Linked DNA regions of Rattus norvegicus: region 2 is linked to region 1. A link is a contact called in public Hi-C data. All regions are on one chromosome and are shown on one strand. Each heading gives the region's core, a stretch centred on a gene start, on an enhancer-like site or on the middle of the called end of the contact. The rest is flanking DNA. Distances are from core to core; before and after follow the strand shown. Region 1 has its middle 15 kb from the start of Cyb561. Region 2 holds the start of Map3k3 (mitogen activated protein kinase kinase kinase 3).

The links. A called contact is a pair of places that touch in the nucleus more often than the background predicts.
Region 2: a contact with region 1 is called in a Hi-C map of the A7r5 cell line, with 4 times the contacts expected there. The contact joins the promoter of Map3k3 here to the enhancer-like site in region 1. A contact is called at or near these places in 10 of 12 Hi-C or Micro-C datasets (the A7r5 cell line, the Rat2 cell line, Schwann cells and 5 more).

The regions. Positions count from the first base shown.
Region 1 is chr10:91,370,268-91,376,366 of GRCr8, reverse strand. It overlaps a transcript of Tanc2 not described here. Among named protein-coding and RNA genes, the nearest start is that of Cyb561, 15 kb to the left of the region's middle. Within about 2 kb of position 4,121, at least 7 of the 93 cell types and tissues checked have an H3K27ac peak or open chromatin away from gene starts, as enhancers often do. A contact at or near this core is called in the A7r5 cell line and Schwann cells, where this site is marked.
Region 2 is chr10:91,518,245-91,524,055 of GRCr8, reverse strand. It overlaps Map3k3 (mitogen activated protein kinase kinase kinase 3), which reads right to left and starts at 4,080. Exons shown (of 16, transcript NM_001107058.3): 1 at 3,788-4,080. The coding sequence starts at 3,791.

The DNA of each region.
Region 1 (6,099 bases), core at 2,872-5,371:
ATGCAGCAAGGCCTGCATTTTGACCTGGTGCCTATGTCTCTGTCAGTGTCCTTTAGATTGTTTCTCCCTTGCTCATCCCTTCCAGAAAAGCAGCAGCAGGGCAGATCAGTTCTGAGCTCTGCCTTTGCCTCTGTGACCTCCAGAAGATTCAACTCCCAGAATCTGCTTTGGCACATGCACTTTGGAGAAATTAAAGTCATCTGTTAGAAATTTCCCCGATTCTGGCTTTAAAAACCAATCATTGTAAACCTTTGCCAACTACAACGATGGCCAGTCTGGAAAGATGTCCATCAGAATAATAGTGACACGAATGTTCTGGGGCAACCAACTGCTCTCTGACTGGATTTAAGGCCTGCTCCACAGTCAGTCATGTCTGGTGTGACTGGTCCAAGAGCTTGTGGCTGGTCATTGGTCCTAAAGGAGAATAAACGTTTTGTTGTTGTTGTTAAATGGATATAGTATCAAATTGCTTTCTAAATACTTAGGACACTCTCAGATCTCACCAGATAAGCTTCATTTTGCAGTTGATGGCAGTTATATAAAGAATGATCAAAATGCAAAGAATAATATCCCTTTATCTTAAGGCTCTGGGATCATTATGAAGTAAGTCAGTCTCTCTCTCTCTCTCTCTCTCTCTCTCTCTCTCTCTCTCTCTCTCTCTCTGAATATCCTACCTGGCAAGGACTGTTGCTGTTGCTAAAAGTGTCTTCTGGACATGACAGGGCTGCTGCACAACTCAGCCACTGACTACAAGCAGATGACCCTCTCAAGTTCAAGCCAAAAATCCAAGCATGGTGTGCAGGAGGGGCTGATGAGGTCCAACCCCCTACCTGAGGCACTATTAGTGACTGATGGCTTCTGTGGGAAGGACAGTCAGTTTCTCCAGGGATGTGGCCATTGCTAGGTTGCTCTTTCTCCTACAGATGGCTTTATACCCAGCATACTCTTGCAACACTAACTGGACTCAATGGATTAGAAACATTAGGCTGGGAAGGCTATCTGGGAGGAGTCAAGGACTGGGGTCCTTCTCATAGACATGTATGGTATTCCTAGTAAGTTAAAACCATTTTTTTTAAAGAGCTACTTATGAAAGAGTAGCTCAGCAGATGTCTTCATGGCTTTAGTTAAGTTTGTGAGGGAGCCACACTGCCTCCAGAGGGCTGGAAAAGGCAGGAAGAAGCCAAGTTGGGAGGCTGCGGAAGTAACCTTTACTTCCTCCTATGCTTGGCCCATGTTTGATGGAGCAGCCTGTGACATGTTTCAAGCCATGCCCTTTAAAAACCTTTAAGTAAATAATGGTTCACACAGGGAGGCCTTGCTTCAGAAGACCACTGATGCGCTGATGAAAAACCTTTTGGCTGCTGTGTGTCAAGTCCCTAGCTCAGTCTCTGGGTATAATCCAGCCCAGGCAAGAGAACAGACTCTGAGCCTTCTTTTAGTCCTTTTACATGGGCCTACCAGGCCTGGTTTTATCTTACTCCTAGGAGCACAGTGACTCAGTCATAAGGGGCTCTGTGTTCCCCCAGCCTGCCTTTTAAGCTATTCTGCTCCACTTGCTGGCACTGGGTCCTGCCTGATTTTCCTTGGCCCAGTGGAGGTGTGTGGTTCTTTTACAGATCAGCACCGGGGGAGCATCTACCCAAATGGTCACCAAAAAGCAGCTAGTAACAGACAAGTTTCGAGGAATTTCTGGGAACCCATGCAGACATCTGCTACTCTCTGATTCATGAAGTGGCTTTCTATCTAGAAAATTCCTTTTAAGGATTACTTTTTTCTAAACTCTACCTTGTTCTATTCTTTTGATGCCCCAAGAATCCTTTAAAAGCTGGGGTTTTGTGAAGTTTTGTTTTGTTTTGTTTTGTTTTGTTTTTTAAGTTGTTAATGAAGCAATGGCTATCAGACCTAGCATGTGAGTTCTCTTAGGATCTTTTCTAATTTACAAAGGTGATTTTGGTATGCAGGCTAGCTGGCTGTGCCTGTCCTGGAGTTTTCCTGCTTTCTCAGATTTTAGTTGTTTGGGAACTGGGTCTAGATGCCCAGTAGGATCATTGTTGTCATTGTTAGTCATGGTAGATGGTCCGTCTGGAATTCCTAGAGGAGAAGGAGAAGTCACACCTCTGAAGAAGTACTCGGCAGGACCCTCAGAGTAAAGATGGCCGCAGACCAATTCCTGAGAATTGGCAGCCTGAGGGCTGATGGGCTGGGTGGGTGGGGCTGCTGACATAAACTGGTGTTCTTGTTTGTCTCTCAAGTAGACAAAGAGGTTTCAGTGGGGCAGGCAAGACTCACCCCACTTAAAGGTGCTGAGAGTTTTAGGGAACAGTAAGCAGTAAGCTTTCTGCTCACATTGCAGCTCCTGAGCGCTATGTCTGGAACTGGAGACATCCAGATGGACTCCTGAAGGGCTAAGGGTCTTCAGTTTGACTAACAAGCTAGTCTCTGGATCTACACCACAGGCTGCATCCCATTCTTGGACTCAGCATCTCTAAACCATCAGTTAGGCTGGCAGTGTATTGCAAGCTTAGATTTTGGCAAGGTGGTGATGTTGGGGTGAACTTCAGCTACCAAAACTGAAGCAACTAAACTGGCAATAGTGGGTGCCAGTGTCCTCAGCTACTTGGGAGGCTGAGGCAAAAGGATCACTGGAGTTCAGAAGTTTATGGCCAGCTTCAGAAAACACAGTGAGATCATGTATTAATCAGTCACACATTCCAGACAAGCGAAACACGATGGGAGTACAGCATTCCTGTGTAGCTGCTGAGGAAAAAGGCTCCCTTTAACTCCACATAGCCAGGCTTCACTGAGGTCCTAGAATCATCTTGGGCCAACAGCTCCCTCAAGTGCTATCGGTGTCCACCTCAGAGGAGACACGCGGCAACTCAGTGAACAGACGCAGGAAGGTGTGCCTCTGAGCCTCACAGCAGAGTAAACAAGTCAGCAGGAACCTGGCCTTAGCTTTGACCTTGATGTTCTCCCTTGGGGTGGCATCCTTAGCACTGCCATTTCAGTTAGGGGTGAGCTTGGAAGTCAGTTCCCTGGATAGAGTGAGGAGGGAGAAAAGCAGCAGACAGCAGGTTTCTCCAAGTGTTGACCATTTATAAATACGTACATTTGCTTTCATACATACAGTTCATTGTACAGATGACGCTCTGTATACATGGGGCAGGAAAATGCATTCATTTGAACTTTTCACATCTATCTCACACAGCTCACATGTACAGACAATAAAACTGTTCAAGCAAGTACAGTAGAGAAAATGTCTTCCTTATACACGGGGCTGGAGGCCTCCGCTGGGTGTGGGGCATCCCCACTGCACAAGTTCACGACCGTGTGGTGTTCGATATATCAGGATAGAGAACAAACATGCATTGGATAATATACTGTACAGAGAGAGTCCTTTACATCTGAGTTATAGAAAACCTAAAGGAAAACTAAGTGCATTAAAGCTTTTTCCAGCAAGTGTCTTGAAAGGACAGCAAAGAGGAATAATCAAAATCATATTAGTACAAATCACTCTGTAATTGTCGACTGTACATGTCTGTACTAATTAAAATCATCTTGGGTTTGGAGGAGACAGGACAGAGAGACAGATGCTGTGCTAGATGGAAGGAGGCCATGCCTGAGAAGGGCACCTGCCCTGGGCCCCACAGGGAACCGGCCCAACTCAGCAGGAAATCAGCCAAATGTCAAAGAACAAAACAAAACAAAGGCAAGGCAAAGCAAACCAAACCAGGACAGGAAATAGAACTTACAGGATTTCCAAAATAACCTTGAATGAAGTGGATATCTAGAGCCAACATCTCTAACTCCCCCTCCCCCAGTGAATGGGTACACAGTAAGGCAGGTACATTCAAGTACTGAATTTTCCAGAATTAACTCTCTGTCTGGTCCTGGGGATTGAAGGGAGTGTGTTGAGTCCTAGCCAGATTTTCTGGTTAGTGATTAGCAAAGGAAAAACTCCAGCCATCAAGTGCTACAGAAACAAAGCAGCTAGGCCATGTCCTTTCCACGGAGTAGGTCTATCTGAAACCAGGAGATGGTGCTGGCTGGCATCTTGGGCAGCCAGCTGCAGCCTGACTGGTCAGCTTAGTGTAGGGATCACAGTCAGCAGGAAAAAATGAGATGATAGGGTGAGAAACATGAGAGTAACACTTGATTTTTGGTGTCCAATTACACGTTCATTTGGTACTGACTTTCAAAGCTCTGACTGTGGCCATCCTGTGGCCACAAGCATCTCAGGGTGGCTCAGCTGCTGTGAGGCATCAGACACCGAAATGAAGGTTACCAACACTTCAGCCCTTGAGTGGTCTGTATTACAAAAAGAGTTGATGAAGACCCAGTGAGTGTTCAAGTAGCTCTGCACAGTGGCTCCACCAGCCCCGGTGTGCTTGTGTCCAGGCCCCTAGCCAGCTGCCTTTTCTTGGGAGCAGCCAGAGCTGAGTTCAAGGCATTGCATGGTGAAGGTTTCCATGACGCGTCTTTGTAGGTAGCTCTTACCCTAAGCCCTTTGTTCACTGTTAGTCATGGTAGATGGTCAGTCTGGAATTCCCAGAGGAAAAGGAGAAGTCACACCTCTCAACAAGCACGTGGCAGGGCAGTATGGCCCTCAGAGTAAAGGCGGGAGCAGACCCCTTCTTGAGAACTGGGCAGCCTGAGGGCAGACGGGTAGGGTGGGTGGGGCTGCTGAGCGTGCAGAGGCTCAACAGAAGATGGGCACAGAGGCAGCATATCCTGCCACCTGGGGAGCCTGTTCCATTGTGTGGCAAAGATTCAGTGAGCAACTGGTTTTGTCCAAGGCATTTCTGCAGTAGAAAAATAACCATCTTTAATCAACCACCCAACCACGATACTTCTAGAGTTAGAAAAGTCGGAGGCTGAGTGGAACTAAGAGGAACGGTTCTAATGGGGAGAAAGAGAGCTCAATGTAACCTCCCGGACAGGTGGTGTTCAGAGTCTGTCTTGCTACAGGTGGCATGGATACATGAAGACCCTCCAGGCTTTTATTCCCTTCTTCCTGAACCTCTAGTCTAAGGGCCTGCCAGCTGCACTGGCAGCAGCTCCACGAAGCCATTCTTTGTAACCAGGTAAGTATGATGCAGAGTCACAGTGACACCTAGTGGTAGAGTATGGTGAAGCACAAGTGACATCCACATATCCCGCTGCATATGACTAAACGCTAAGGAAAAATACTTATGGATATTAAATTAGATACTGGTTTAAATTTTTTCTATTGGGTATATCTCTGGAATATAAAAATACCAATATTTAGAGGGGATCATAAACTACTATACAATATAAGGGCCGAGAACATCTTTCTCTAAGCTGTTCTGTTTACAATAATTTAGGAAAAGTGATAATCCAGGCTTAACTAAAATCAGCAAACTTGGATATCTGGACAACAACCTGGGACACTGTACACAACTCTAATTAGTGGAATTTTCCTGAGCCATCGAGTTTAAGATAAACACATCTAGAAAGGGGCGCCTGGGAGAGGACCGAGAGGGGGTTGTGCTCTATTAACTGGGGACTTTAATAGTGCACGTCTGCAACCTGGACAGACACAACAGCAGATACAAAATGATCTCCATTTGTCCGTGCCAAATTCTCATGTTACACAGGTCTTCCCTTTACTTTGTAAATAAATGTTAATTGTAATTGTTACTTGTGTGCCTTACTGATCCAGTAAATAAATGAACCATGTCTCAGGAGTCCCTAAGAAAATTGCTGGAAAAGCACTTTAAAATCACCGCAAATGTTTTCTTGTGTTTAAAAATTCTTAATCTTTGAGGCTTATATACAAGTTATTTCTTGTGCTATAAATGCTGTGATCCACTGCTTGATTTCTTTCCTTGTTTTTTTTTCCTTGAAAAACACACTAGAGACAAGAGTGACTCTGCTAATTTCTAATGCAGACATTACTCACACTTAAATATCCAGTATTTATCAGTTACAAATTCAAACAGTAAAGTGCACCCATTTATAGACATGATGTGATGGAAACCCACTAGTGCAAGAATTTTGGGCAAAGGAACTTGTTTTGGTGAGAAACCTACAAGCTGAGGTTTGTCACCTGTCTCTACTTTAAGGGTGATGTGAATT
Region 2 (5,811 bases), core at 2,831-5,330, 150 kb before region 1:
ACTGTCATTTTAAAAAAATATCAAAACTCAGGGTTAGAGAGATGGCTCAGTAGTTAAGAGCTTTGGCTGTTCTTCCAGAGGACAGAGGCTCAATTTCCAGCACCTACATGGCACTCACAACCGTGTTACTCCAGTTCCATGGGATCTGACATCCCCTTCCAGACTGTGGGCACCAGACACATATGTGGTTTGTATACACACACACACACACACACACACACACACACACACACACACACACACAGTTACTTGCAGATAAACACATTGCACATTAAAAGACATAATTTAAAACTACATCAAAATTCTATACATGAGACTTGTATGGATGCCTTGAGACTCTGTCTCAAAAAACAAGTATCAGGAGCAGGTGAGGTCATTCAGTGGTAAGAAAGAGCTTGTCCTGCTTTTCTAAAGGACCTGAGCTCAGCTCCTAGCACCCTCATGCTCATCAGGCTGCTCACAACTTCCTGAAACTCCAGCTTCAGGAGATCTCTCTCTAGACATTCACACAAACACATACACACAAATAAAAATAAATATTAAAAAAAAAGAAAATCAAAATCTACTCATGATATAAGAATGTTAATTTATTAAACTGTGATTCAAGAGTCCCTCAAAACAGTTGTTAATCATGCTGAGCTTACTACAGGAGTGGTCTAGACAAATTGAGAGTGTTCCTAGGTGCTTCCAAAAGCCTTGGAATCACAGACCTAGTTCTGTTAAGTTCTAATAATTACAACTCAAACCAAGTTGTCAACCCAGAACCATCTTTAATTCTGTATTCAGTTCCCTAGGTTCCTGTAATATTTCCAAGTCCTTACCCATTTTTTTTTTTTTTTTTGGTTCTTTTTTTTCCGGAGCTGGGGACCGAACCCAGGGCCTTGTGCATCCTTACCCATTTTTAATATATTCCCCTAAGCTTCAAGTTATATTTAGAAAAAGAACAAATAAACACTAGCAAATAAGTCCCAGGAATTATTAACAGCATTATAATAATTATTGGAAGAAATTCTACTATGTCCAAGAAAAAAATTTCAATAGTCACACAGTTTGGAAGCCAAAAAACTAAACAAAGATTTCCCACTCTTTACAAGGGTAAGTTACAGTTTCCACTAGACTTTTGCTGAGGCTAACAGACAATATAAAATCTGACCTGTTTTTACTAACAAGTCAAGTTGTCAAACAGGCTTGAGTCTAGAGCATAGAACTGCTCAGAAAAATATGACTATGAACCAAAGAACCTGCAGAGCAGAGATACAAATTAGTTTTAGTCCTTTAGTCACTGAGCTGGAGTTTAAATGCAATGAAAATATAAAAAATCAGATTCTTTTTTACTAAATGTTTGTTTATTAGGTTCTGGGGAAGCAGAAATTACTATAAATTTAAGGACTGCCTGGTCTACATAGCAAGTTCCAGGGTAGCTAGGACTACACAGGGAGACTCTATCTCAGAACAATAATAACAACAATAACAAAAGGAAAGAAAGAGCTAGAGAGATGGCTCAGCAGTTAAGAGTACATACAGGGTGCTCTTCCAGAAGACCTGGGTTCAATTCCCAGCACATACATGGCAGCTCAAAACTGTCTGTAGTTCACATCCTCACACAGACATACATGCAGGAAAAACACCTTTAAATATGAAAGACAGAGGGAGTTGGGGATTTAGCTCAGTGGTAAAGTGCCTGCCTAGAAAGCGCAAGGCCCTGGGTTCGGTCCCCAGCTCCGAAAAAATAAAAAAAAAAAAAAAAAAAAAGAACCAAAAAGAAAGACAGAGAGAGAAAAGAAAAGGTATTCAAGAGAATGCCAGGGATGTACCTCAATGGCAAAGTGCTTGCCTAGCATTCATAAGGCTTAGGTTTGATGTCCAGCACTGGAAACAAAAATACATTTAAAAAGTGACATGGGGTCAAATAAGAAGATACCATGTTCCCTGTTTTTCCTCCCACTTTGGAACTTTACCAACATAGTTTCTTTCCTCCCAACATGGCCTTTCCACATATTCATACATTGGCTGAAAACCTCTTCAAATTTGAAAACAGGCTCTCATCTCTTTTCATATTAGATAATGAGATGTTGCCTTCATCACTGGATACTCACACACTGGTTTTACAATCAAAGTGTTACATGTGAATTCTGTACATTCTGAAGGATCTCATACTCCCCTTTGGAACTTAAGGCTCACACACCGGGGAAGAAGGAAAGCTTACTAAACTTTTATAACATAGGTCCATAATTCAAAGATTTAACTTAAATTCTGTAGCAGTAGATAAATGTGGGAAAACTGGGGGAGGATAAAAAGAATTCTGTTCCCCATTAATATATAAAGAAATATGTGCCCCATATAATAAGCATTCCATAAACATTTATTGTATTATAAATATAAATAAATAAATATTGAAATGTGAGTCCTTACTAGGTTCCGTTTGTGTGTCTCAGATGAGAGCTCTGTAGAAAAAAACTCTGAAATACAGCATGGAAAGGGAACAGAAAACCCACCAAATGAACAAATTCTCTCCATACTGTATGAGGGGCAGAGTGAAAAAGAACAAAGCAAGAATAAAGCAATTAATTTAAAGCCAGAGTAAGGAGCTCCAATCGAGTATCTGGCTAATGTGCGACTGCATCCACTAAACCCTTATAAAAATGACTTGAGCTTACTATAGGGCAAAACAAGCATTAACATTCCATCTTCATATGGCGCACTCAAACAAGCAATGAGTGCTTCTGCGAAGGAGAATTTTATCCCTTTCTGATTTAAGATAATACTAAATATTTTTGCAAAACTTGATTGAGACCAGGAACAAGAGCATCACAATACCTTCCCCAAGTGGAGAAGCAAAATATATTTAAAGTGTCACACATTCCTTAGCTAAGTCCAAGTCTTTTGGTAAAATACCAAAATTATGCGAAATATATATTTTATTCAGCTCAAATACTGTGTAGAAGACATTAAAAAACTTTTCTTAGATTATATCTTCACAGCAGAATTACAAATACTGACAAAAAGGAAATGATTTCATAGTGATTCTTTTATGTAGCGAATGCCTCCTTCAAAAGTTACATAGTTTCAGGGATAGCACTGGATAAGAGCCGGATTTTTTTCCAAAAGTAGGGTCTGAGTTATAACCCACAGCGTTTAACGATTCTTAACTTCAGTAATCTGTGAGGAGCGCAGCTCGCATTTCTCAAGCCTGCTATTGCTAACAGGGATCCGCGTCGAATAGCGTCGCAGTGGATCCCCCGCATACCCTCCCCCCTGCGCAGGGGAGCGCACCGAGCTCCAGAGCAAAGCCCCGGGAACTCACAGTGTGAGCAAAGGGAAGGAAATGACACAGGCAGGAAAAAAAAAAAAAAAAAAAAAAAGCAAATCAAGGAAAAGACACAACAGCAGCTGGGCCTGCACCAGGCTCCAGCCCCGGCCCCACACTGAGCTCCGGCTCCCCCACCCTCAAGCTCGCGCGCCAGCTCGCTGGGGACCGGAGTGGGCGGCCCGACCGAGCACGGGCCTCCGTCCCGCAGACCCCTCCCCGGGATGCGCCCGCCGCATGCCCGAAAAGAGAGCTGCCGAGTGGGTTTGGCCGGTAGGGCACCCCCGGAAGGTCCTGGTAGCCAGAATCACAGCCCTGGTCGCGGCGCCGCGAAGAGGCGAGCGGTTCGCGGTCCTCAGTCCCGGGCCCGGCGAACTGTCCATGCCTGTCAGGCAGCGGCCCAGGGTCCTCCTCCCCTCAGCCCAGGGCGGAGCGTCGCGAAGCAGCGCGGGCACAGGCCGGGGCGGTGGCGGTACTCACCCATGGTGGCGATGGCGGCGGCAGCGGTATCAGCCCAGAAGTGTCACCTCCGCAGCCGGGGCTGCATGCCGGGGGAGCAGGCGGCGGGGACGGCGGCAGGCCTGGCTCCGCGCGGGGGCCGTGGGCTGCGCTCGGGGCCCCCGCCGCCTCCCCAGGCTCCGGCTCCGGCCCGGGCCGGGCGCTGTGGCATGAGCAGGGTGGCCCGCTACATCCCCGGCGCTCCCAGGCTCGGCCCAACCCGGCCTCGGCGGCGCCACTCGGCTGGCCCGCCTGCCAGTCTTGAAGTCCAGAAGTAGCTCCGACCGGCCACTGTTCTCCACCTCAGGAACGCTCCGAAAAACAAACCGCTGGGCGCGCAGCAAGCCTTGCAATCTGTCACTCATGCCAGCATCTGCCAATCGCAGACAGCCGCTGGGCCTTGGCGCTACCCCCATGCCCATTGCCAGCCAATAACCAGGAGGAAGTCAGATACTCCCGCCCCTCCTCCCGTTCTCTCCCAACGCCCTCACTCTCATCCGCCAGCTAATCACGACGGACCAATCCCGCCTACTCTTACAGGATGCCAATGGGCGAAGTCAAGGCGATTTCCGAGGGCTGTCTAGAGCCTGCCAATCACCCAGACAGCGCCCGTCCTCTCGCGCCTAGCCAATCACAGAGAGAGCGCTGAGCACCCGCCGCGGAGCATCACTAGCTGGCGCTCTCGGCTTCTCTGGCCAATCTGCTCCAATCACAGCTCCGGCTTGAAGCCCCGCCCACAACCCTCTACTCAGTTGCGGAACCCTCGGCTGGCGCGCGGGCTGGCGCTGTTCCCCTCAGCGGCTACACTGGCTGGCTCCTTGAAAAAGCGTAGAGGCCCTCAGAATACGACAACCTTCGGCCCTATGGTTGTCGGCGACCTCGAGGTGCTGAGGTGTTCGGCCCCTGCTGGTGCGAAGTGTCTGGCCTGGAATGGGCGGAGAAGATTTGGCTCGGAGCTTCCAGGCCACTTGTGCCGCGCGATCCCCTAAGCAGCCCACGGCTCTACGTGCGGATTTTACTAGAAGGAGGACGGTCTCGATCTCGTTACTTCTCATTCCCCTGGGTCTCAGACCTCCGAGGGCACATCTAATTCCTCCGTCTCCAAAGGCTAGGGTAGTGCTGGAATGTGGGTCCCCACATTCGGGGTTCTGCTAAAGTTGTTCTTGGACAAATTTTGCTCAGAGTTATAAAATCGAGACACGTTTTTAAAAGAAAAGTTAAAAGTGCAGGAAAATCCCAACCCTAGAGATAGTTTTATCTATTTCTTACCTAGATATGCAACGTTTGACAAAAAAACAAAAAAAAAAAAACAAAAAAAACCACTTCGTATTGTTTTGTAGTGTGCTTACACATTTGTGTTTCCTGTGCCACGAAATATTGTCTCAAAACAATTGTACTGGCTGTGCGATCTTTCAAAAGGGCATTGTGATTAACTTCTTCAACCTCCATTGTTTCAACAATTTATACACCCAGTCTTTAGATTCCAACTCTACCAGAATTAGTGTGGGTTCTCTTTCTCTGGAACTGTTCCAGTGACATATTTCAGATTCCAGAAAAATCTTCGGATGCCATTTTCAGTTGTCATTTAGAAACACCTTAGGGGGTGACTTTGGGGTGTCAGATCTCTTAAAGAGTATCTTACACAATCCATTTTCTTCATCCTCTCTCTCAACCCCATACTATTTAATTATCTCTCTCTTGTCCTGTATTTTTTTCTTTTATTTGTGTGTGGGGGGGGGGCGGGTGGTGGTGTGGTGGTGGTGGTGGTGTTTATGGAGTTGTTTTTTTGTTGTTTGAGACAGAGTCTCTAACCTAGGCTGTCCTGGAACTTCTTTGTAATCTGGCTGGTCTGAAATTCACAGATCTGTCTGCCTCTGCCCCCTGAGTGCTGGGAATAAAAGACCTGTGTCACTGTACCAAACTCCTTTTTCTTCAAATTCTCAAGTCTCACATTCTCACTTGATTGCATCCCTAATTTACTGAAATAGAATAATCCTTTTGTCTGG